6 separate regions of the Mus musculus genome follow, and all the other regions are linked to region 2. A link is a contact called in public promoter capture Hi-C data. All regions are on one chromosome and are shown on one strand. Each heading gives the region's core, a stretch centred on a gene start, on an enhancer-like site or on the middle of the called end of the contact. The rest is flanking DNA. Distances are from core to core; before and after follow the strand shown. Region 1 holds the start of Chchd1 (coiled-coil-helix-coiled-coil-helix domain containing 1). Region 2 holds the start of Nudt13 (nudix (nucleoside diphosphate linked moiety X)-type motif 13). Region 3 holds the start of Myoz1 (myozenin 1). Region 4 holds the start of Usp54 (ubiquitin specific peptidase 54). Region 5 holds the start of Ndst2 (N-deacetylase/N-sulfotransferase (heparan glucosaminyl) 2). Region 6 holds the start of Camk2g (calcium/calmodulin-dependent protein kinase II gamma).

What was found. Promoter capture Hi-C pulls out the DNA fragments that hold promoters and counts their contacts. Capture Hi-C pulls out chosen DNA fragments and counts their contacts.
Region 1: a contact with region 2 is called in a promoter capture Hi-C map of liver, with 2.6 times the contacts expected there. The contact joins the promoter of Chchd1 here to the promoter of Nudt13 in region 2. A contact is called at or near these places in 2 of 39 promoter capture datasets (liver and pre-B cells), 1 of 115 datasets of contacts at active chromatin or transcription factors (embryonic stem cells) and 1 of 9 other capture datasets (liver).
Region 3: a promoter capture Hi-C map of pre-B cells shows a contact between it and region 2. The contact joins the promoter of Myoz1 here to the promoter of Nudt13 in region 2. A contact is called at or near these places in 2 of 39 promoter capture datasets (cranial neural crest and pre-B cells), 2 of 115 datasets of contacts at active chromatin or transcription factors (embryonic stem cells and memory CD8 T cells) and 3 of 9 other capture datasets (adipose tissue, embryonic stem cells and liver).
Region 4: a promoter capture Hi-C map of liver shows a contact between it and region 2. The contact joins the promoter of Usp54 here to the promoter of Nudt13 in region 2. A contact is called at or near these places in 3 of 39 promoter capture datasets (cranial neural crest, maxillary cranial neural crest and pre-B cells) and 1 of 9 other capture datasets (liver).
Region 5: a contact with region 2 is called in a promoter capture Hi-C map of pre-B cells, with 2.8 times the contacts expected there. The contact joins the promoter of Ndst2 here to the promoter of Nudt13 in region 2. A contact is called at or near these places in 2 of 39 promoter capture datasets (liver and pre-B cells) and 2 of 9 other capture datasets (liver and pancreatic islet).
Region 6: a contact with region 2 is called in a promoter capture Hi-C map of pre-B cells, with 2.4 times the contacts expected there. The contact joins the promoter of Camk2g here to the promoter of Nudt13 in region 2. A contact is called at or near these places in 2 of 39 promoter capture datasets (liver and pre-B cells), 1 of 115 datasets of contacts at active chromatin or transcription factors (microglia) and 1 of 9 other capture datasets (pancreatic islet).

Annotation. Positions count from the first base shown.
Region 1 is chr14:20,701,650-20,705,202 of GRCm38.p6, forward strand. It overlaps Chchd1 (coiled-coil-helix-coiled-coil-helix domain containing 1), which reads left to right and starts at 1,378. Exons shown (of 3, transcript NM_025366.3): 1 at 1,378-1,548; 2 at 1,641-1,759; 3 at 2,472-2,776. The coding sequence starts at 1,425. The coding sequence ends at 2,585. 6230400D17Rik (RIKEN cDNA 6230400D17 gene) reads right to left here and starts at 1,450. Exons shown (of 1, transcript NR_029446.1): 1 at 363-1,450.
Region 2 is chr14:20,292,394-20,296,428 of GRCm38.p6, forward strand. Nudt13 (nudix (nucleoside diphosphate linked moiety X)-type motif 13) reads left to right here and starts at 2,297. Exons shown (of 9, transcript NM_026341.3): 1 at 2,297-2,399.
Region 3 is chr14:20,654,794-20,658,466 of GRCm38.p6, forward strand. Myoz1 (myozenin 1) reads right to left here and starts at 1,747. Exons shown (of 6, transcript NM_021508.3): 1 at 1,639-1,747; 2 at 483-573. The coding sequence starts at 555.
Region 4 is chr14:20,617,087-20,620,605 of GRCm38.p6, forward strand. Usp54 (ubiquitin specific peptidase 54) reads right to left here and starts at 1,268. Exons shown (of 21, transcript NM_030180.2): 1 at 1,207-1,268.
Region 5 is chr14:20,732,908-20,736,825 of GRCm38.p6, forward strand. Ndst2 (N-deacetylase/N-sulfotransferase (heparan glucosaminyl) 2) reads right to left here and starts at 1,655. Exons shown (of 15, transcript NM_010811.2): 1 at 1,308-1,655; 2 at 643-737. Camk2g (calcium/calmodulin-dependent protein kinase II gamma) reads right to left here. Exons shown (of 21, transcript NM_001360186.1): 21 at 1,966-3,918.
Region 6 is chr14:20,792,021-20,795,959 of GRCm38.p6, forward strand. It overlaps Camk2g (calcium/calmodulin-dependent protein kinase II gamma), which reads right to left and starts at 2,068. Exons shown (of 21, transcript NM_001360186.1): 1 at 1,881-2,068; 2 at 499-593. The coding sequence starts at 1,945. Gm30108 (predicted gene, 30108) reads left to right here and starts at 2,219. Exons shown (of 2, transcript NR_153779.1): 1 at 2,219-2,440.

The sequences.
Region 1 (3,553 bases), core at 128-2,627, 410 kb after region 2:
TTGTTAGCAAATGCAAATTAAAGTTTGGGAAAGAAAAGAAATTTACCCATGTGTGCGTTCGAGGTGTTGGTAGAAGTAATTATGAGCCCTGCAACGTGGATGCTGGAAACCAAACAGTCCTCTGGAAGAGCTAAAAACACTCTTTAAGCACGGAGCTACCTCTCCAGACCCTGAGCTAGCTAAGATTTCAAAGTAGATGTTGGGGTACATAAGGTCACAAACAATATAAATGTGTGTGACAATAAAAAAGGTGCCTTGATGGCTGCCGGTAGGGTGTGGTAAGAGAGGGAAAACCCCTCTGATGTGAACCCAGTGTTAATCTTGGGATTCGCCAGAAAAACGAAGTCCACCATTTTGGGCTAAATTTAAAGCAAGCTTTATTAGATACTAAATACTGACCAAAAGATGGACTTTTTGGTCAGGCCCATTCCTGGAATTTCCCTCCTGAATTAGCTATGTGACTCCGGAAGAAAGGCATCCACGTAGGCTATCAAGGGAGAATTCCAAACATCTGAGGTAAAAAATGTCAGCAAATATACCTTGCTCTAAAGTAGACATCATATAAACTACAGGACTGCTGGATTCCGCTTCCATTAGCAGAAATGTCTTGAATTCATTTGCAAATACCAAAGAATCTATATATAGCACATCTTTTGATTCGGTTTTGTAAACAGTTAAGTCAAACACTCAAGTCCAACAAATCACAACTGGAGGTCTATAAAAAGAAGTGATATAGTTGCTCTAATATTAAATGTTGTGTATGTCACACGTAAATGTTACAACGTTCACCCTACTGTGCGATCATTCCAAACGAGTAAACAGTATCTACCTAGCAGTCCATGTAAGAGTTGTAAAAAGCAACCATTTTATTATTTTGGTTTTTCTGCTACAGAGTTTCTCTGTGTAGCCCTGGCAGTCCTGGAGACCAGGCTGGCCTCAAACTCAGATCCGCCTGCCTCCCCGCCTCCCCGCCTCCCCACCTCCCCAGTGCCGGGATTTAAAGGCGAGCGTCACCACCGCCTGGCAAAAGGAATCATCATTCTCACAGACTTGTTAAAACAAAAGTCCTTTGCAATCCAAAATCCTTAACTCCAGCCCCACGGGATCCAACGCCTTCCCCTGGCCGCCACGGACGCGGCACTCACGTGGTGCCCACACGCAGACACCGACTCACAAATAAGTGGCAGCCGCGGACACGGGGCCCCTGAATCCTGCCGGGTCCCGAGCACGCAAAGGGCGCGCACAACCTATAGCATCCTAACCTGCTGTCGGCTGCCGGCCCGACGGGGTTCGAATCCAGTGTCACCGTGAGGCCAAGACCCGGAAAGTGCGCGCACAGCTGCCCGTTGTCCGCACGCCAAGCGCGTAGAGGTCAAGAGGGGTCACGCACGGCGCCGCGGAGCCTACTGGGAACGCTGTGCAAAATGGCGACGCCCAGTCTACGCGGCCGCCTGGCGCGGTTTGCGAACCCGGGAAAACCTATACTGAAACCCAACAAGCCTCTTATCTTAGCTAACCGCGTCGGGAACCGACGTAGAGAAAAGGGAGGTGAGCACTTGGAGCGGGGGCGGCTAGGTAATCTCGGGGGAGAGGTGTTAGGTCGCCCTGTGGCTGAAGGTCTCCCAGTTCTTCCCCTCCAGAGGCAACCTGTATCACGGAGATGTCGATGATGATGGCTTGCTGGAAGCAGAATGAATTCCGCGACGAGGCGTGCAGGAAAGAGATCCAGGACTTCTTCGATTGTTCTTCCAGGGCTCAGGTGATGTCTGGCTCCTAGCGTGCCTTCTTGGGAAAAGAAAGGGGAATACAAAGAAATGGTTCAAGCCGGGCGTGGTGGCGCACGCCTTTAATCCCAGCACTTGGGAGGCAGAGGCAGGTGGATTTCTGAGTTCGAGGCCAGCCTGGTCTACAAAGTGAGTGCCAGGACAGCCAGGGCTACACAGAGAAACCCTGTCTCGAAAAACCAAAAAAAAAAAACCAAACGCAAAGAAATGGTTCACACCGCCCTGTGTTAAATTATGTACAGAGTCTCCCATTCATCTGTGACTGGCTCACCCTCACCAAAGTGAGAAAAAGCTAAGTTTTGTCATAGGTTGATCTTCACTAATTTGCTAGCCAGAATAGTAGTTTGAGATGATAACAATCATTTGTACATCCCCAATCCCTTTAAATCCCCTTTTTGTTCCTTTGGGTTTTTTGTTTGTTTGTTTGGGGTGTGTGTGTGTGTGTGTGTGTGTGTATGTGTGTAAGTGCTTGCGTGCTTGAAAATGCAGGGACACATCTGTGGGCACCAGTGCTGTGTGGTGGCCTGAGGTAAACGTCTGGAATTTTCCTCCATTCCTCTTCCACTTTATTCCTTGAGGCAGGGTCTCTTGGGGTTTGGAATATTATAAAAATTATGGGTCTAGGTCAGAATAAGCTAAAGAACTGTGACTTTGTTTTTTGTTTTCTGTTTTCTGTTGTGTTTTCAGGAAGCCAGGAAGATGAGATCAATCCAGGAGTCTCTGGGACAGTCCGAGAGTTTATCTCCCCACAAGATGACCAAGTTGTTACAGAGATTTCCCAACAAATCTCATCTCATCTGAAAATGGAGAAATATTTTCAATGAACTCTCATTTCCAAAAGCTATACAGAGAGGCACGTTTGGGAGGTTTGCGGTTTGCATTTGCATTGCTACGAGTTTTTGAAGGGTAAAATGAGGCAAAATACTTAATTTTGCTCTTTTGAATGAATCGTATTCTGGATGCTGTCTTGAAATAAAATCCTCTAAAAAGAAGTTGGCCATTTCTTCTAATTAGCTGCTTCTCCTCACACCTCCAGCCCCATCCTGAAGAGGAATATCTCTGCCTTTCCCTTCACTGGGCAAGCACCCAACCTCTGAGCCAACCTGAGCACGTCCTTTCTTGGGCTCTATAATCTCCCCAAACCCTGGAAGTTCTTTATTCCTGGGATGCTCTTCATTTCCTTTCTTTTGTTTTGTTTTTGTTTTTTTTTTGTTTTTTTTCTTTTTCTTTTTTGAAAGAGAGTTTCTCTGTGTATTCCTGGCTGTCCTGTAACTCACTCTGTAGACCAGGCCAGTCGCAAACTCCGAGATCGCCTGCCTCTTTCTCCCAAGTGCTGGGATTAAAGGCATGCGCCACCACTGCCCAGTCCAAATATGCTTTTGATGAGCAAGTCTGAATGTCTTTTGTTGCCTTTCAAGTCCTTTACATCATTTAGTCCTTTGGCTTTTAGATACATAAGTAGCAATGAAGTCTGTGTATGCAGAGCCTTTTTGCCATCAGCTGTATTCAGTGAGGGCATACTTCACAAATAGTCTGTCCAAAGTGCTTACTGAAGCAAGTGCATATACTGATACCCAGAGATTCTGTAGATACATATTATTTTATTTGTACAGTTAATATACTTAGGGGCTGGAGAGCTGACTCCATTTAAGGGTACTTGCTACTTTTGTAGAGGACTGACATTGGGTTCCACAGTGACCATCCTAGCTGCCTCACAGCTTCTTGCAACTAGTACCAGGGAGCCTGATAGCAGTGCAATTAGAGACAGA
Region 2 (4,035 bases), core at 1,047-3,546:
CATCATGTAGGTGCTGAGGACGTAGCAGCAAGGTCATTTATCTGGTGAACCATCTCTGAGGTTCCATTCTGTATTCTTGATGGAAAAAACTGGGCACAGTGGCCTGCACTTATAATCCCAGCACTGGGGAGGAAGAGACAGACAGGTTCCCAGGGTTTGATGACTAGCTAGCATAGCCGACTTGGAGAGTTTCAGGCTGAGAGATTTTGTCTCAAACACCCATGTGAACAGTGCCTGAGGAATGATGTCTAATGGCCTACACACACTACACACATACACAGAGAGAGAGAGAGAGAGAGAGAGAGAGAGACAGACAGACAGACAGACAGACAGACAGACACACACATTCTCTCTCTTTATACACACACTACACACACACACACACAGAGAGAGAGAGAGAGAGAGAGACAGACAGACAGACAGACACAGAGAGAGACAGATAGACCCACACATTCTCTCTTTTTATACACACACACACACACACACGTTCCTCTCACCATTAAAAACTGGCTAGCCATTAAACTAGGCCTGCTGTCCTTTTTCTGATGATCTAGATCTGTGTTCAGATCTATATTCAGGAGTTAGTAACCTTGTCCCTACAATGGTTCTTTTAAAATGTCCTCTTGTTCCGCTTAAGCCCTTTGGTGACATTCTATCCCTCTCGGAATAAACCCAGAACATTATAATGGCTTTATAAAAACATAACACTCGTGAGGCTCCGTGTGATCTAGTGCCTGTCTATTTTTTGACCTCATCTATAATGATCTGTCCTACATTTCTTTGTTTTACCTTTTATTGTTATGTGTTATGGGTGTTTTGTCTGTGTATACTGTGTACCACATTTGAGCAATGCCCACAGAGGCCAGAAGAGGACCTCAGATCCCTTGGAACTAGAGTTCCAGAAGGTTGTAAGCTGTTATATTGAAGCTGGGACTCAAATCCAGGTCCTCTAGAAGAACAATCAGGACTCTAAACCATTCTGCCATTTCTCCAGCCCCAGTCCTAACCTTTCTTTACACCCGCCAGGCACATCTCCACCCCAGGGCCTTTGCACGAGCTTATTTTACTCTGTCTACAAGTCTCTCCCCACAAATCCTAACTTGGCTGTTCCTGTCAGCTCTGTCAAGCTCTTTATTCCAGTGTTGCCTTAACAATGAGGCTATCCATCCTACGTAAAATAGCAAAACCGCTCCTCCTCTTACCATGCTTTAACTTCTGCCCCAGCACTTACAACCGTGTGTACAGTTATTTATTTTGTTTTCTCCCATAGAATTTTGTTTACATTAAGATGCATTTTTTATGTATCCTGTACTTTTAATATTTTGTCTCATTAATTATATTTTGAAGAGCTAGGGAAATGGCTTAGTGGTTAATAGCACTGGCTTCTCACAGAAGCAAGCAACTCCCATAGTAAGAAAGAAAGCAGCCCCAAGTAGCTTTACTGGAGATTCGTCTTAGATGGTGATTGATCCTACTGATTGACCAAGGTAAGAGTTTTACCTAAAGCGTCTATATACCTAAGCACAGTCCCTCGTTTATTTAAAGCAAGGTATCAGTATGCACCCCTGATAACCTGAGTCTACTGTGTACACTGGGCTGACCTCAAATTCAGAGGGCTCTGCCTCTGTCTCCTGGGATTAAAGGCAGGCCTGGAACTCCTTTTTTTGTTTTTGTTTTTGTTTTTCGAGACAGGGTTTCTCTGTATAGCCCTGGCTGTCCTGGAACTCACTCTGTAGACCAGGCTGGCCTTGAACTCTGAAATCCACCTGCCTCTGCCTCCCAAGTGCTGGGATTAAAGGCATGCACCACCACGCCCGGCTAAGCCCGGAACTCCTAACCTTAAAAAAAGATTTTTTTTTCATGTTCATATGTACATGGCACATGTGTGTCCATGGGTGCACATTAAAGTATGTGGGTGTAGAGGGTAAAGTTGACATGGAATGTCTTCCTCCATGGCTTTCCCCTTTGTTCATTGAGGCAGGGTCTCCCACTGAACCTGGGGCTCACCAATTCAGCTAAGCAGCATCTAGCCCAGAAGATCTGGAAACTGTTAAAGCTATTTGTTTGTGGTGGGTTTCACTATATGCTTTATAAGGTTAACTTTGCAACCCAAGGTTACAAGCTCCCGGCCTAAAAGTTGAACTACAATTCCCAGAGTGCATCGGTAATCTCTCTGAGACTGCTGGGAAGTGTGTCAGATTTCCACTTACCCAACCACCCCTACGTGCGCTGTAGCGATGAAACTACATTTCCCAGAGTGCATCTTTAAGGAGGATTCTGGGAGGTGTGGCAAAGCGTCAATCCCACTGGGAAGGGAAAAGAGAAACCATTTGAACTTGAACATTTGGAGTTTCCAGGGGCGTGCAGACCATTGGGGCATAGAAGGCATCTCGAAAAGAGTGAGTACAGGAAACGAAACCTGTTCTAAGTGCAACTAGGATGTAGTAAGGAGCCATAATCAAAACTTGCCAGACGCTCTCGGTTACAGAGTTTGACAGTTTTAACTTAAACCTTTCAAATCTCGAGAAACCGGACGTTTTTGTACCCAACATTGAGTACCTCTAAATATTTTCTGAAATATTTTTGAAGAGCTATTTAAAATGGAAGTTTCCAATATTTCACCTTTTCTCTTAATTTTTTAAATGGTGGCGGGATCTTTTAGAAATAAACCATAAAGCTTTTTATATAAACCAGGGCACAGAGACCGTGAAGTCTGCAACACGGCTGCTCATCAGCTTCCAGCATTCCCAGCCATCGAAGTCCACAGTGGAGTGGCTGCTCCCTGGGCACCTGTGAAGATTCAGGAGGAACCCACGGTCACGCTTTATGCCTTTCAAGTCATTCCATCTGGAAAGATGAACAGAATGAGAAATGTGTGTGTGTGTGCCATAGAAGTTGTTAGTTCATACGTTCAAATGCCTTGGCATTTATTAGTTTTGAGTAAAAACAACGTTACCTTTCATCTCATCGATAATTCTTTGTATACACACACACCAGGAGCGTCAAGTGTGGGGATGCTGTTTGACATATTGTCCAGTCGTCAGGCCATGATAATCGACAGTTGGCTAAAATTAATTTGGTATCAAATATTGGACAAGAAACCAGGTAGCTGTATGGCCATACAAGAGCAGTGAGTAGTTACAGCTCGATTCCCAGGACCCATTAACCTCACCAGAGGAATTCCAGTAGCCTAAATTTCCAGTAGCGTGAAAATAACCTCTTTTAGCCGTTAGTCCTGGAAACTACTGGTTTTGTTATACATTATTGTATTTATATATACATATATATGTGTGTGTATGTATGTATATGCATGTGCTTTAAAATTTAAAGATAGCCTATAATCCTTCCTGCTGAAGCAAAAGAGTCGCTATGAGTCTGAGGCCAGCCTGGGTTACAGAGTGATACTTTGTCTCAAAAATAAATAAATAAATGAAATTTAAAATCAGTAAAAATAAATAAGTAAATTTTAGTCAGGGCTGGAAAAGTGGCTCAGCAGATAAAGTGCTTGCTGAGTTTGAGTCCCCAGGACCCATGTAAAGTGGGGTGCAATAGTGCACATCTGTGACTCTCTGGAAGCTCACAGGCTAACCAGCCTAGTATACACAGTGATGAATGACAGAAATATCATGGCTCAAAATAAGGTGGAGGGTGAGGACCAACACCTGAGGGTGTCCTCTGACCTGTACACTTATCCTGTGGCATGTGTGTGCCTGCAGTATCTCTCTCTCTCACAGTCACATGCATATGCATCATGCACATGCAGTCACATACTTAGGCACCAAACACATATGCATCACACACACACACACATACACACACAATTGTAAGTGTACAAATGAACAGTTTAATTGCATGTGCCCCTGTCAACCTTCATCGCCATCTCTTTCTCCTAAACTAGCCACTGTCTATAGTCTGTGTACTTCTGAAAAATACAAAAGCCTAATTATAATCTCAGCATTCAATAGGCAGTAGCAGGAGGATGGGGTTCAAGGCCAGCTTGGGTTATATGACACCTTCTCAAAACCAGAAAACAAA
Region 3 (3,673 bases), core at 497-2,996, 360 kb after region 2:
GAACTCTCACTCCAAAGGTATCAGGGGAACTTCACACTTGGCAACTCGTGCGCATCCCCAGGGAGTGTGGCTGTGTAGTTTCCTATTTTAAATGCTTACACAAGTTCCCTAACACTTAGAAAGAAATAAGGAAGTTAACCATTTGGTGAGGCCTAGCCTGTGTTCTCACAGGACTTGACTGACTATGGGTCCTGCTAAAATGTCCAGTATCTTAGCAGGGTGTTGTCTCAGAGTAATCAATGGGAAGGATGGGAGGATGCAGAGTGGATGCTGAGTTCTTCCTGTGTCTTTCTCCTGCCCCTTCTCACCCCTCCCATCATCCCGTCTCCCACACCCTCTACAGCTGCAATTCCTCTTGTTTTTTTTTTTTTTTTTTTTTTTCACTCTGACTTATATCCTGTCTTACATCATTTCTGGGACTCTTGAGTCAGGCATGCTCTTAAAAGTCCTGCATTGGGGCTCTACAAGCACGCACACCCTACCTCCAGTGAGCTCCATAATCAGTTTGCTTGACTTCCTCCTCTTGTTAGGGGCCGGGGTTCCTGAGAGTGGCATGGTGGAGGTGGATCTGACCTGGAAGGAGAGATGGAGTGGGAGAATGAGCATCCGCACTACAGCCGTACACTTGGGATTAAGGACAAAATTTCTTCAGTTTTTTTTCCATGTGCATGTTTGCATGTGTGTGTGCACGCATGCATACGTCTTTACAGAAATTAGTATTCCCCAGAACGTAAACTGTCACAGTCTTCTGTTTTCTTTGGAAGCAGGACAGGAGGAAGAACTGTACCCTTTCCTTATCTCTTACCAAGGGCTGTGTCCACTTTCCATAGCTCCTGTGTGGGCATCGGAAATACAGCTAGGGCCGAAGGGGGTTTCAAAAGCAACACTGGCAGAGCAATGCACTCAGGCTTCCTGGGCCTGGCGTGACTTAAAGTCCTTATTTGTATCGGGATATCAGACTACAACTGTGGCTCCAGACTCTAGTCTCCTCCTTAGGCTTCCCTTGGGGTCCATGGGCGTAAAGCAATGTTCTGCTAATTAGTGTTGAGATTCAGACGAAACCTTCTCCATAGGAAGGAGAGGTTGTTGATCTTCCAGGAGGCCAGCTGGAACGTGGCCCGAGAGGTCATGGGTATGTTCCTTGTTCCTTCAGGCACTCCGATCCCAAGGTTCAGGGCTGGAGCAGAGAGCTAGCTAAGGGCATTTGAGCTGTGGCAGATGTCAGCTCAGCAATATAGTACGTGGAAGTAGAGAATTGTGGGGGGAACAGAAACACAGGAATAAGATCTGGCCGTGGATGGCGACAAGATAAGAAAATGTATGCACACCATCCTCTCCCTAACAGCCCTGCTATTTTCCGTGGTGTCCTGTCTCACAAACACAACCACACTCTACCAACTTAGTGGCATTCCAAAGCACCCTTTCCCATCTGTCAGGTACCTCCCCACATATCTTAATTCCTCCCAACTCCTTAGGTCCCTTTCTTTCCAACTCTGTAACTCCAACTGGACTGTTGGCAGCTGAGCAGAGATGAGAAGAGAGACCATTCCCTGAGGATGGAGAATCACAGTTGCAAACAAGGAGCTCAGAAGAGTGGGCTCCAGCCCCTTCTTCCGGTAGATAGAACCATAGACTTACCAGCTGCTCAGTTGGTGGTCGGCTCTCCCCGGGGTCCAGCAGCTTCGGAGGACTAAGCTGCAGTGACTAGAGAACCTGAGCCGGGGCGAGCGAGCGTAGGGGCAGCACCGGCAGTGGGGGAGGGAGGAGGTTATTAATAGAGTTGATGAACACAAGCAGCTCAAATGGCACAGGGGGTACTGAGACCCTGGAACCGAGAGCCTGCCCTCTTTGCCTGAGGTTCAGGAAGAGGGAAACAGGGCTACAAAATGTTCCCACCAGACTGTCTGAGCCAGGGATCAGTCAGCCGAAGGGGTGTGCCTCCTCCTTGCCTTCTTTCTCCAAAGAAGCATTTCAGGAGGCCGAGAGGGAGCAGATAGTGGTGGGTAAGAATTAAGAGTAGGTATAGGAAAAAACAAAACAGAAAACATGAATTGTGGGCTACTCAGGGCCATTCCAGGCCAGGGCTGGAGGGGACCCATGAGTGTATTTGTGGGTGGGAGGGATTAAAGCCCTAAGTTGAAGATAGGATGGAAATTTTCACAGTGGCATTGCTTCTAACTTCCTGAATAGGTTGGCTTTCTGTCTAAGAGGGTTAGATCTTGACAGGGTGAGGAACCAACTTAGTGAACCCTAGTGCAGATGATCTTACAAAGGCCCGTGGGTACTCTCAACCTGTGGGTCCTGACCCCCATGGGGGGTCAAACAACCCTTTCATAGGGGTCAATGTCAGATATCTCAAATATAGATATTTACATTATAATTCATAACAGTAGCAAAATTACAGTTATGAAGTAGCAACAAAAATAATTTTATGATGCCAAGCATGGTGGGTGGTGCACACCTTTAATCCTAGCACTTGAGAGGTAGAGACAGGTAGATCCCTGAGTTCCAGGCTAGCCTGGTCTACAAAGTGAGTTCCAAGACAGCCAAGGCTACACAGAGAAACCCTGTCTCAAAATAATAATAATAATAATAATAATAATAATAATAATAATAATAATAATTACTACTACTACTACTACTAATAATAATAATAATAGGGGCTGGAGAGATGGCTTAGTGGTTAAGAGCACTGAATGCTCTTCCAGAGGTCTTGAGTTCAATTCCCAGCAACCACATGATGGCTCACAACCATCTGCAATGGGGTCTGATGCCCTCTTCTGGTGTGTCCAAGGAGAGCAATGGTGTACTCATATACATACTATAAATAAATTTTTAAAATGATGATGATAGCAGTAATTTTATGGTTGCAGGTCAACACAACATGAGGTACTGTATTCAAAGGTCACAGCATTAGGAAGGGTGAGAGCTGAAGCAATACCCTGGATCCTCCCTCATCTCCCACTCATGTCCTGAAACCAGCTTGCTCCTGTACCTTTTACTCTTATACGGCTGCCTAAGGAATTGGCTTTTGGGGGTGGGTGGGCATGGGTGTAATTTAGTAAACATATGAAACTATAGGTTTCTTGAGCCCAGCATAGTGATGTATGCCTTTAATCTCAACACCCCTAAAGCACCGGCAGGTGGATCTCTTAAGTCCCAGAGCTATACAGGAAAACCTTGTCTCAAAAATCCTTATGACATTTTTACACATGTGCCATTGGATTGTTCACACTCACACTCACAACCCTTCCTTGCTCCCATTCTTCACAGGAAGCAGCTTCTGAGGCTTCCAGAATGAGCCCTGCCCTCTGTGAACTCCCTGATCTATCCCCATCTTCCTGGCCACACCCTTCTTCCACCCTATTCTTGCCTTATTTATACTGGGGGCTGAAAGTCCTCCCCACACACACAGCAGATGGCTGCTGCCCAGATATATCATCTTTGGCACATTTCCTCCTAAACCAAGGAAACGGGGGAAAAAAACATAAGTAGTGAAAGGTAACTTGTTATTACTACTACAATCAATCCTGTCCAAAAGGAAAAAAACAAACAAACAAAAAAACCCTTAAGGTCTGATCTCCTATGACCAAATACCAGAAGTAAAATATATAAAGACATGCTATTGAGCCTATGATGTCTTAGACCTTTCTTTGGAATTCTTAGACTGCAC
Region 4 (3,519 bases), core at 18-2,517, 320 kb after region 2:
TCTTCCCAATGATGGCTAACTAGGCCATCTTCTGCTACATATGCAGCTGGAGACAAGAGCTCTGGGGGTACTGGTTAGTTCAGTGTTGTTCCACCTATTGGGTTGCAGACCCCTTCAGCTCCTTGGGTGTCCTTAGCTCTTAAAAGGTGGGAGTCATTCTCATACTGCAAGGGTCTGAAGAGGACAGGGAGAAGTTCTACCTATGCATGATAAGGAAAAATACTATCTACTTGTCAGGGTTGTAGTGAAAATTAGAAATATATGTGTAGCATTTAGCATAGAACCTAGGAGATCAAGAAATTATTATTGTACAAGCACAACCTCCACTTATAAAGCAGATTCAACTAAACAGCAATAAAATCTCAGTAAATTTTCCTCATATTGTTAGTAGCAGTTCTACAGAACCCAAAGCTTTTAAAAAATGTGAGTGCAAGCGCACACACACACACATGCATGCACCCCACTATTTCTTAGATGAAGGTCAAAATATACAATCCAAGAAAATAATAGCATTATGAAATACTGTTCAAATGGCATTGGAATAACCTGAGCATCAAATATAAAACATTTTATTTTCAAAGGATCAAAATACCTCATACCAGAAGGGAAAAGGTCTAATGACCAAATCTAACTTCCTAAAGTACTCTCTAGAAGCAAGCATCTGCCACTCTGAAATACTCAGCAAACCACTTCCCAGAATGAAAACATACTGTCAAAATCTAAATGAATTTTACCAAGAACATTCTGGTGATGGAAAAGGACATCACTCTGCGTCTGAAAGTAATGTTACTGCACAGGTTAGCCAAAAAACAGGACCTCTGTTACTTCCTTAGCCCATATATTGAGTTTGAAAAATAAATACAAAGAATACAACCTTCTAACAAATAACTTGTTTTAAGGAAATTCAAAACACTAAACCTACAACTCTTTTCTTTAAACTTGTAAATCTCCCCTTTAATTCTAACAAGTTCATATATACAATATATGTTAGAGGAAGAAAATAAAATTCACAAATTTAACATCTGGTTGGAGAAAGAAAAAAAAAAAAGACAACATAAAAAAATCTCCTGAAAATTGAGTTCAAAACTCAATTTCAAAGTAAGCTATTAGAGGGGTGAGGGTGGGGTGGGCTGGAATAACTTCACAAACACTACTCAGTCATGGTATCCTCCCTCTACACAGTTTTAATACAACTACAATGCTTACCAGACAACCCATTCGAGCTCAGGAAAAAACTGCAAGCACTCACAAGGGCATCTGTGGGGCAGTGACACAGACCGGAACAGAGGCTAGGGTACAGAGGGAGGAGACAAGCGCAAGGAGCAACAGTGGGAAACTGTTCATCTAACCACAAAGGCACACAACAGGATGTCAGGGATAAAACAATTTTTTTGCCAACTACCAGGAACAATTCATTGAGAAGCTAAAACTGAAGGAACTAACCAGAACTCTGGGAAAGACTTATGACGAACGTCACAGGAGGTTTACAACAACTATATGAGAGGCTGCTTCATCCAGAGGCACTCCTGAAGGCAAGGTCATCGGAAAGTAAGGTTTGCAGGGTGGCAGCTGCTTCCAAAGGGCTGGTCCTAAAAGAACTCTTTGTGTGGTGTCTGTGAGAAGACACCTTTGCAGTGCCCTAGAGAACCACCAAAAACAATGCTGTCTGAGTCAATTCAAAGTCCCAAGACTATCTGCAGTGAAACCATTGTAATGGGCAAAAGTCTTCCGTCTTAAACACTAAAATGGGCCATGCTATTAAAGAAATTAGGAAACTGTATGAATAGAAATTATGTAAACCAAGCTGCTGGGGTTGCCAGTCGATTTAAAACAAGAACTGACTCTAAAGGTTCTTCCAGCCAAGATCTCCACACCTCTTTAGGGAGCTGCAGTTGGATCCCACCCTAAAACATGTGATCAGTCAAACAGAACTTGCATTTGCAGGCAGGGCATAAAGGCCAAGAAGACCAACACACATGTATCTGTGTATCACTCTGCTTATTAAACAGCTTTATTGAAATGAGTTGTTTTATAAGCATACTGAGGAAAAAACTCATCAGCAAAATTCTTGCCATTTATGAAAGTTGGCTTTATTTCTAAACCTTGAGAGAAAATCCTTGGTCACTAAAAAAAGATTTAATTAAAGTTTATTGGTGAAATTAAACAACCATGGACACTGTCCAAAACTAATTAAGCTTACATTTTAACAATATGCTTAAAAGTAAAGCAGTCCTTTGGCAGCAAAGCAAGTGCCAAGTTTAAAAGAAGAAAGCTATTGGTTCTCTTGCTCACTATCAGTATTCCAACCAAGTCTTCTAATACATAGTGCCAAGGCACAGAAGTGCCACACCAAGGCAAAAGCACAGACTTCTACTGATCAGTACTAAATGGAAAGAAAGATGCCCAAATTGTACTTGGTCTTTTCTCTATGAGAAAATATTTAACAAAGCAAATTGAGAAAAAATTACTTTGGCTCACAGCAGGAAAGGCTTAGCGGAAGAAGCCCGGACAACTGGTCACCCTGCAGTGGTAGTCAAGAAGCAGAGAACGAGCAACTCGGGCTGGCCTTCCTCATACTTTTTCAAGTCAATCCAGGCTCCCAAGCCGTAGTGCTACTCACATTCAGAGTGGTACTGCCTTTTAGACCTTTCTGAAAACAGTCATAGACATACCTTTAGGTATGCAATTTCAATGGTAATTCTAAATCCAGACAGGTTGACAATTAAGATAAAATATTAGAGGTTGGAGAGATGGCTCAGTGGTTAAGAGCCCTGGCTGCTCTTCCAGAGGACCTGGGTTCAATTCCTAGCATACACATGGCAACTCAGAACCATCTGTAATTCCATTCTCTGGGGATCTGACACCCTCTTCTAGCCTATACAGACAAGAAGGCAATGGACTAATAGGACATATACATACACATATAAGCTAAACATCTGTGTACCTGAAATTAAATAAAGATTAATTTTAAAAATATATTAACTACCGAAAAAAAAAAGGTAGCCCTTCAAAGTCATTATGATATAGTATATAGAGCCCAGCATGGTGGCCCCCACCTTTAACCCCAGCACTTGGGGAAACAGAAGCAGGCAGATAGATAGTGCTTTCCCGTCCAGCTAACATAGCAAGACTCTGTGTTCATTTATTAAAAAATGGTATAGAGCTATAGCTAGGGGTGTGGGTCCCACCCTTGAAGAACCCCCAAGATCAATGCTCAGAACAGAATACTAAGGAAGGAAGGGCACTGACCATGCAGGAATTTCCATTACTTGGTAGGTAGGCCTAGTGGATTTAGGAATTGCCTAGTGGGTTTAGTAGGGTCTTTTCTTCAGTGTTTCTTTATTCTTGTTTCTAATGTTCATAAAACTAAAATTCTATTTTATAGAATAAAGTGCTGCCTGCAGCCACCCATATGGCTCAGGGGGTACAGTCAGTCACTTGTGACACAAGTTGGATAACCTGAGTTATGATGGAAAGAGAAGTCATAATGGAAGGAGAATGCAAACTATTCAAAGATGT
Region 5 (3,918 bases), core at 405-2,904, 440 kb after region 2:
CTCTTCTTTTCTTTATTTCTTTCTTTCTTCCCCTCCCCCTCCTCCTCTTCCTCTTCTTCTTTTGGTTTTTTGAGACAGGGTTTCTCTGTGTAGCCCTGGCTGTCCTGGAACTCACTCTGTAGACCAGGCTGCCTCGAACTCAGAAATCCACCTGCCTCTGCCTCCCGAGTGCTAGGATTAAAGGTGTGTGCCACCACGCCCGGCTCTCTCTCTCTCTTGTTTATTTTTACTTATGTACTTTATGGATATAGGTACTTTGTCTACATGTACATCTGCACACCAGAAGACAGCATCAGATTGTAGGCCACCATGTGGGTGCTGAGGACTGAACTCAGGGCCTTTGGAAGTTTGGAACCACTAAGCTACCTCTCCAGCCCCAACAATACTTTTCATTTGAGACACACTGCAAGTACTTGCTCAGCCACACAAACAGAAGGTGAAGCAACTGGCGTCACTGAGCAGAGGGCACAAACTGATAAGCTCTTGTGGTCAGTAGTTTAGGATATCTTAAAAGTTTATCAGTAAATGCAAGAAGCACCTGTATTTAATGTCAGCTCTAACAGTTATGAAAACACATATAACTAGTAGTAGTTCCATTTTACACACGCATAATTTCTGGCCCAGAGAAGTTTAGTAACTTACCCGAGATTACAAAGCTCCGTTTGTGGATGAACTGGGATTCAAAGGTCAGGCCTGTCAACCTCCTGTGTTGTAACCACTGTATTTTAGCTTCATACCTAGAGGAAGCCAGTGAGATTTAGAGAGGGGATCATGTGAGAACTTTTGGTGGGGGAGCAGTGGGATGACTAAGTTGGAGGAAGAACATGTGTGTGGCAGTGGAAAGTTTCTGAGGAAGGAGAAACCTAAGGGTCGTCTGCCAAAGTGGGCAGCAAATACAGGGTCAGGGTGGGCTGGAGGTGTGGGCCCACCACTGGAATAAACAACAGGGGCCACGCTGTGGGAGGAAGGACCTGACCTTGAGGATAGAAGGACCCTCCTGCGGGAACTACGGGAAATGGGGAGCCCACAGGTGGGGGAGCTGGAGGGAAAGGGGCAGGGGTGCGGCCGAGAGTTGGCATCCAGACAGGCACTGGGTTTAAGAACCCCGTGTGCCCTGGGCGGAGTGGCCAGAATAAGGCAACTGAGGGGAGGCCAGCGGCTGGGACTCGGGGCAGGGTGCACAGGGCCAGATGGGTGGTCGCCCAGGACGACCCTGCGGGTGGTTTCGGTGGCGACACTCGCAGGAAGTCTGATCGCGAAAACCGAGGGCGACCGTGGACGGGAGACTGCTCTCAAAGATGGCTCACCCGGTGGAGTGGGCGGCGTCCCCGCTGTCCCCGGGCCCTGCCGCGTCCCGGGGCTGCCCGGCTTCCCTGCTCGCGGGGCCTCGGGCCGCGTCGCGGCGGCTCCGCCATCTCCGAGCGAACGCTCCGCCGCAGTCGGGCTCAAGTACCGCTCCCACCAGGGGGAGGCGGCGCGCTGCGGCTCGTGGTGCCCGCTCAGGTCCGCGCGCTCCCCGAGCGTGGCCGCTGCGTGACCGGGACCTGGGATAAGCCGACGGCCCTCCGCAGTGCTCAGCCCAGCCGCAGCCTCCCAGCCCTCCGGCCTCGCGCTCAGCCCACCAGGGTGGACCCCGTCCTCCACGCCGGGTGGCACAGTCTGCGGAGCGTCGGGGCGGGCCCAGGGCCCAGGCCTGTCCACTCAGACCCGCGGAGGAGGGAGCCCGCGTACCAAGGGCGGGGCCACCTCCGCCTGGGGCGGGGCGAAGACTCGGCCCACCGCCTAAGAGGCTACTTCCTCCCTGCCACCCCCCAATACAGCAGCCCAGGCTGAGTTTATGAGAAGTTTTCTTCCTTGCTCCCCAAGGGAATGGGCAAAAAGATGTTCGTCTCCTAGTGAAGCCTTGTCACGCAGGCTGCTAAAATCTAAGCCCACGGCTACGAGCCTCCAACAGCAATAACACAATGGACTGTTTAAAGGTTATTTTATTAAATATCTTCAAGGTTTCATTGTAACAAAGCTATGAAGGGACTACCAACATTCAGAACAAACACTATTTTAAATTATTTCTATGTCATCATGCAAAAGTTCTGCATCAAATGCCTTCCATTTCCTGTTTAAAAGGTGGTTTGTTTTTTAAATAGTCTATTAATAGTCTATAGATGCTGACATTAGCCCCAGAAGTGGAGTAAGAACGCTAAGAAGTGGGGCTGGAGCAGCCACATGAAGCTATGGGTCTCAAAGAGCTCTAAGACCATTTGTTGTCTTCAAGCCAGCAAAACCAAACCCTGTGATGAAGGTATCTGTTGGCTGGCACTGCAGGCTGCAGGGCAGGAAGGGTCTAGGGTCCAGGGTCTGAGGCATGCACAAGTGCTTGAGGAGCCTGGCTAAATTCAAGCACCAGCACCCATGCGTTTGTTCTCTTCTCAGCTGGCTCCATACTCTGTAGTTCTCTTTTCCCAGCTCCTGTGCCTCCTGAAGGTCACCCAAGGAGCTGAAATCTACCCCCCCCCCCAATGCAGATAATGTGCAGTTGTTTGGTGGGAGGGAACCAAGACTATGACCAATTGCCTCTTCCATTATCTTCTCTGTTATCTGCCTAAGGTACAGACCTTTTCTTCCTGGAATGGACCTCCTTGAGCACAGAGAGGGACAATGAATGCAGGAGCCTTGGCTCTGGACCCCTTTGTGGGTACATGCAGGCGAGGGGGTGATGCCCATGCAGATTGTCCAGCAGAAAAGTCTATACTTCGGTTGGTCAATAAAGAGCCTCTTTAAAGAGGACACTTCTCACCCAAGCAGTCAGTTCGATCTCAAACCCAGGGAAAGAGTTGGGCGTGCAGCATGGGAAGAAGGGAGGCAGCCCAGAGGGCAGCCAGAATGCATAGAAACAACCACCAACTCTTACCCACTGCCTCACTCCTCCCATCCCACAGGGGCACTTGGCAGAGGGCCCAGGCCTAGATGAGGGTCAGCATGGGGACCACCACCATGAAAATACAAGACAAAGATGGTCCAGATCAGCACACAAACAACTGCCAAAAGTGGCAAAAGGAGCCCTGGCCAACGACTTCTGGATCTCTCCTTGTTATGTCAGGAAAACCAACAGGAAACAAAGTAGCAATCCCTCCCCCTTTCCACCAGCAGAAATCGGGCCTCAGTCTCAGGCCCACGTGCATTGTGCATCCTCTAGAAATGGATGAGTTAAGTGCATGTCAGACGAACTCGAGGTTTCTCATTGGCGGACACACTTCTGCAGCACCAATTCTCTTCCTGTCTACGCTAACTGGACCGGTACAGCAAAGTCCAGGCTTTCAGTCCTGAGGCCACGCCTCACAGCTGCCTCCACACACAGCAGGCTGGCAGTGCTGCATTCTCTCCAATGTAGGTCCAGCGGCCACGGTGTTTGCGTCTTTCTCATACTAGGTGTCAATGCATGGTCTGACGAAGTCCACTCCTAGAACTGGGGTGATCAGGCCACCTCTGGGGCTGCAACCACACCATGGCTTTGTCCATGACCAAAGCTCTGTCAAGAGTCCTTGCCTGGTCCCCCTGAATCCATGGGGGCCTGAGGCCAAGCTCACCTCTTCAATACTGGTGGGTGAGCCCACTGTTCATGCCTGGATGAGCATCACACAAACTCCTGTCTCCTTGCAAGCCAAGGGCTATCAGTTGTTTTAAAACGCATCATGGTATGAATTCCGTTTTTTTAAACAATCTTATTTTCTTTTTTTTTTTTTCTTAAATGTAAAAAACACCTCGGTACAGCAGAGACAGACACGAAGGGCGGGCGGGAGGGCTGCATGCAGGGGCGTGCATTGGCTGCTGCCGCTTTGTAATTGAATTGTTTTAAACCTCAAACGAACAGGACCGCCGCTGTCACTCAGGCCCTCCAGAGTCACTGGCTGCGAAGGTTCA
Region 6 (3,939 bases), core at 818-3,317, 500 kb after region 2:
AGCCTTAGCCGCCTACCCTGATGTTTACAGATTTCCTTCCCTTGGGAGTCTGTTCTGCCGCCTGGTGGGCAGGGGAGGCTAGATTCATCAAAACTGCTCATTTACTGCATTTCCACCCTAAGTTACCACCGGGGCACAAGGGCTAGGACAAGCCTGCAGTAGCCAGCCCTGCCCTAAAGAAGAGGGGCTTTAAGTACCCTAAATTAAGAGCTGTTCATTCCATACAATACACTGCCTTCTCAATTCTCCACTGAGAACTTGAACTCCCTCAACCCTTTGGAGACCACTCCAGCTACACTCATCTCTTACTTTTTTTTCCCCCTCCCTGAGCACTTCCAATTCCCTCACACCTCCTTGTCTGGCTTCTAAGTCCACCCACCTTGAAATTCCAACTCATCTCCAAGTGCTAAAACACATACTCCCCCACCTCCCAGGGAACCTGCAGAAATCTAATTTCTGGAGGGATCCTCAAAGAGAGCCCTGGCAGGGCACGCTCACCTCGGGCGGACAACTTCTTGGTATTGATGATTTTTGCAGCATATTCCTGCGTAGATGTTTTCTTTACACACCTCCGGACCACTGAGAAGGCACCCCTGGAGAGAGAAGGGGGAAAGAACTGGGACACAGCGCCAAGCAAAGTGACACACACATACTTCAGATGAGGACAGCCATGCTCCAACCACCAGACTTGTAGGGACAATCAACAGCTAACTTAAGAATGGTAAGCCCACCCGATGGCCCTAAACAGATGTGGGTGGAGCACCACCTGGCTCCCATCTAGTTCCAACAGCCTCAAACCTCAGACTGGTGGGCGATGCTTCAAATACACACCTGCTGCATCTCACTGATTGCCTTGTGGTCCCAGCAAAGGCAACCAGGAGAGAGAAGAACAGGGAGACCTTGTTCCTCCTCTCAGCAGAAATAATTGAAAGTAGGGAAAAGGAGGGATTAAACAGAAGGTATGGTTTCCTGAGAAATTTCCCTTAAGCCTGGGAGAAAGTGACGCTCAAGATCCGCTCAACTGGCTTAAACCCACAGCATCCCCGCTCAACTGACAGCAGGGAAACAGAGGAAAGACAGCTCTGATTGTGACAGCAGTAACTCCCCTTCCCCGTGCTATTTTCCTGTACGTGACCCGCCAAATGGGCTGCGATCTCGGGCTCTGGAAATATCTAGGGGGGCGGGCAGAGCGGGGGCTGCAGTGGCCAGGCTCTGCACCGCGGGTGGGGGTGGCGGGGACCCGGGCTGCGGCGGCGGCCAGCTCAGTGCGGAGGGGAGGGGGATGCTGCGGCTGCGGCGCACGGCTCCTGGGACCACTGCAGGGATGGGGGGAGGGGCCGGGGGTGCCGCAGCACTGCCCAGCAGCAAGGCTGGGATCCTGGAAGCCGCACTAGCGGGGGGGCGGGGCCCGGCACTAAACATCTCCCCACACCCCGGCACCGCAGCGGGGCTGGAACTGCAGAGCCGGGGAGGGTCCTGAGTGCCGGGCGCGTGGGAACTGGGGGGCCGGTGCTGAGTGGGCTCCGGAGCTGGGTGGGGAGGGGGCGGTGGACAGGCGGGGTCGAGGGAGGGGAGCGTCTGAAGGGTGCGGGAGGGGCGGGGCTGGAAGGCGCCCCGGAGCAGTCCCGGGGCTGCAGTTCCCGCGGCGGCGCCGGGTGCAGCAGCCTGGCAGCTGCTGCAGGGCGCGGAGGGGGCTGCGGGACCGGGAACCCGGGGCTAAGGGGCCCCCGAGGCAGCACGCGGGAAAAGCTGGGGGTGGGGCGGGTCGAGGGGGCGCTGCAGCGGCCGGTGCAGGGCCGGGGGGCGGGGCGAGAAGCCGCAGAGCGCCGGGACGCCTGGACCAGGGTGGGGGGCCGCCGCGCGTGGCGGGTGGGCCGTACTTGCCGAGCTCCTCGAAAAGCTGGTAGTCGTCGGTGAAGCGGGTGCAGGTGGCGGTGGTGGCCATACTGGCGGGCGGACGCGGCGGTGCAGCCCGCGCCGACGTCGGTGCACAGTCACCGCCGCCCGGCCGAGGGAGCAAGAGGAGGAGACGGGGCTGAGCCCGGCAGCACCGCGAGACTTTACCGGAGAGAGCGAGGGAGGGAGGGACACCCCCGCGCCCGCCCGCCGGCCCCGCCCCCAAGCCCCGCTGGCCCCCGCCCCGCCCCCGGGGAGGGGCCTCCCACCGTCGGCCCCGCCCCGCCCCAGGAGCCGCCCGAACTGGGCCCCCTGCACCCGAGGGCCAAGGACGCGGGGTCCCCACTCCCGGCCACCCACTGGGACCGACCGAACTGGAAGACACCTCCTGCGGGCTCCTCCAGGGCGGACCCTGCAAGAGCTCAGGAACCAATGTGTGAAAGTGGTTCTTGAGTGGTGTTGGGTCTGGACCACCGAGGTCTGGGGAGAGGCCCCACACGTGGGTCCCATGACTGCAGCCTGAACCAAGCCGGAAAATGCCAAGGTCAAAGAGCGTATGTGAGACTGTACACTCGAGAGATGCCCCCAGACTGCAGAGCCAGCTGCCCGCAGCCTTCCCCCAGGGTGCCGACACTCTAGATTAGTGCAAGAATCAAGGGCATCATTAAGAAAAAACAAAACCAGAAAACCTTCAGCCGCGGTTTTATCAGCGAAACCAGGCCATGGGGCAAGATGTTTGCTTGCTTTTCTTTCTTTCTTTCTTCCTTCCTTCCTTTCTTTCTTTCTTTCTTTCTTTCTTTCTTTCTTTCTTTCTTTCCATTTATTTGTTTCGTGTGTGTATGCCTGTGGCCCTATGGTTGCCACAGCGCACGTGTGGAGGTCACACAACTTGGGGAGTTGGTTCTCTTTTCACTACATTGGGGGATGGAACTTGGGTAGTCAGGCTTAGCTCACGCATCTTTTTACTCACTGAGCTGTCCTGCGGGCCCGTGTGATGCTTTCCTGCATTCCAGTCTTAGAAATAAATGTTCTCTCCTAGGTCAGTAATAAAAGATAAAAGTAAGAATGTCTTGAAAAGGCTTTGTGCACTAGTGGCTAAAAGCAAAAGATGAAAACATGCTCGTTTTCTTGTGGGCATCCAGTACTTTTATTTATGACACTTTATCACATTTTGTAATGATGTATTTGCAAGTATGAGTGCTAGCACACAGTATTGAGAACTCTTGGATCATACTACCTAGCTCTCGGATGTCTGGAAAATCATTGACCTCAGGCATTCTGCAGTTCATGAAATCTGTCTGGGCCTTATTTGAGAACTGGAAATAATAGTGCAGTATACTTCATAGGGCTGTGAGCATTTACTGGGTTAAATCATGTATAATATTAGAGTAACCCTCAGTACCTTATTCAAACAGTGTTTGCAGCTATTGTGTAGTATTTTTCTTCCCACTAAACTGTGCACTCCAAAGGAACCCCTGGGTACTTCGCTCCAGGCTCAGTGTTCATAGAACGGCTCTGTCTCCAATATTACAACTTTATGGGACAGAGTCAAGTAAAAGCCACTCTGGAGGAGCAATGTGCAGGGCAATTTCCCGATGCCCCCCCCCCCCCCCCCCGCGCAGCTGTACCCCAAGTCAGAGGCCATTCCCCACTGGGCAGAAGGGAGCTCAGCCAACTGCTGCCTCTCAGTCTTGATTACAGCAGGGTGCCCACTGGGAATCCAGCCTCCTCTGTCAGCAGGCCAGTGCTGCCAGGGGAGGCAACTGAGAGGTACTCTGGCCTCCCAAGCTTCAGTGGGGTGGGAAGAGCACAAAGGGAGGACTTACCCCACAGCCCAGGGAGCAAAGTGTGTGTGGGGGGGTGGGGGTTGGAGATTAGGGGGAAGTGGGGGAAGAAAGCCCTGACTGATTACCTGAGAGGAGAGAACCAAGGAAAGAGCTGAGGTGACAGGGGCACTGTGTACTCCACCCTTCCACATGGCAACAGGAAGTTAAGTGGAGGGGACAAGGCCACTTCCTACCTCAAAGCAGCAGGTCCCAAGTC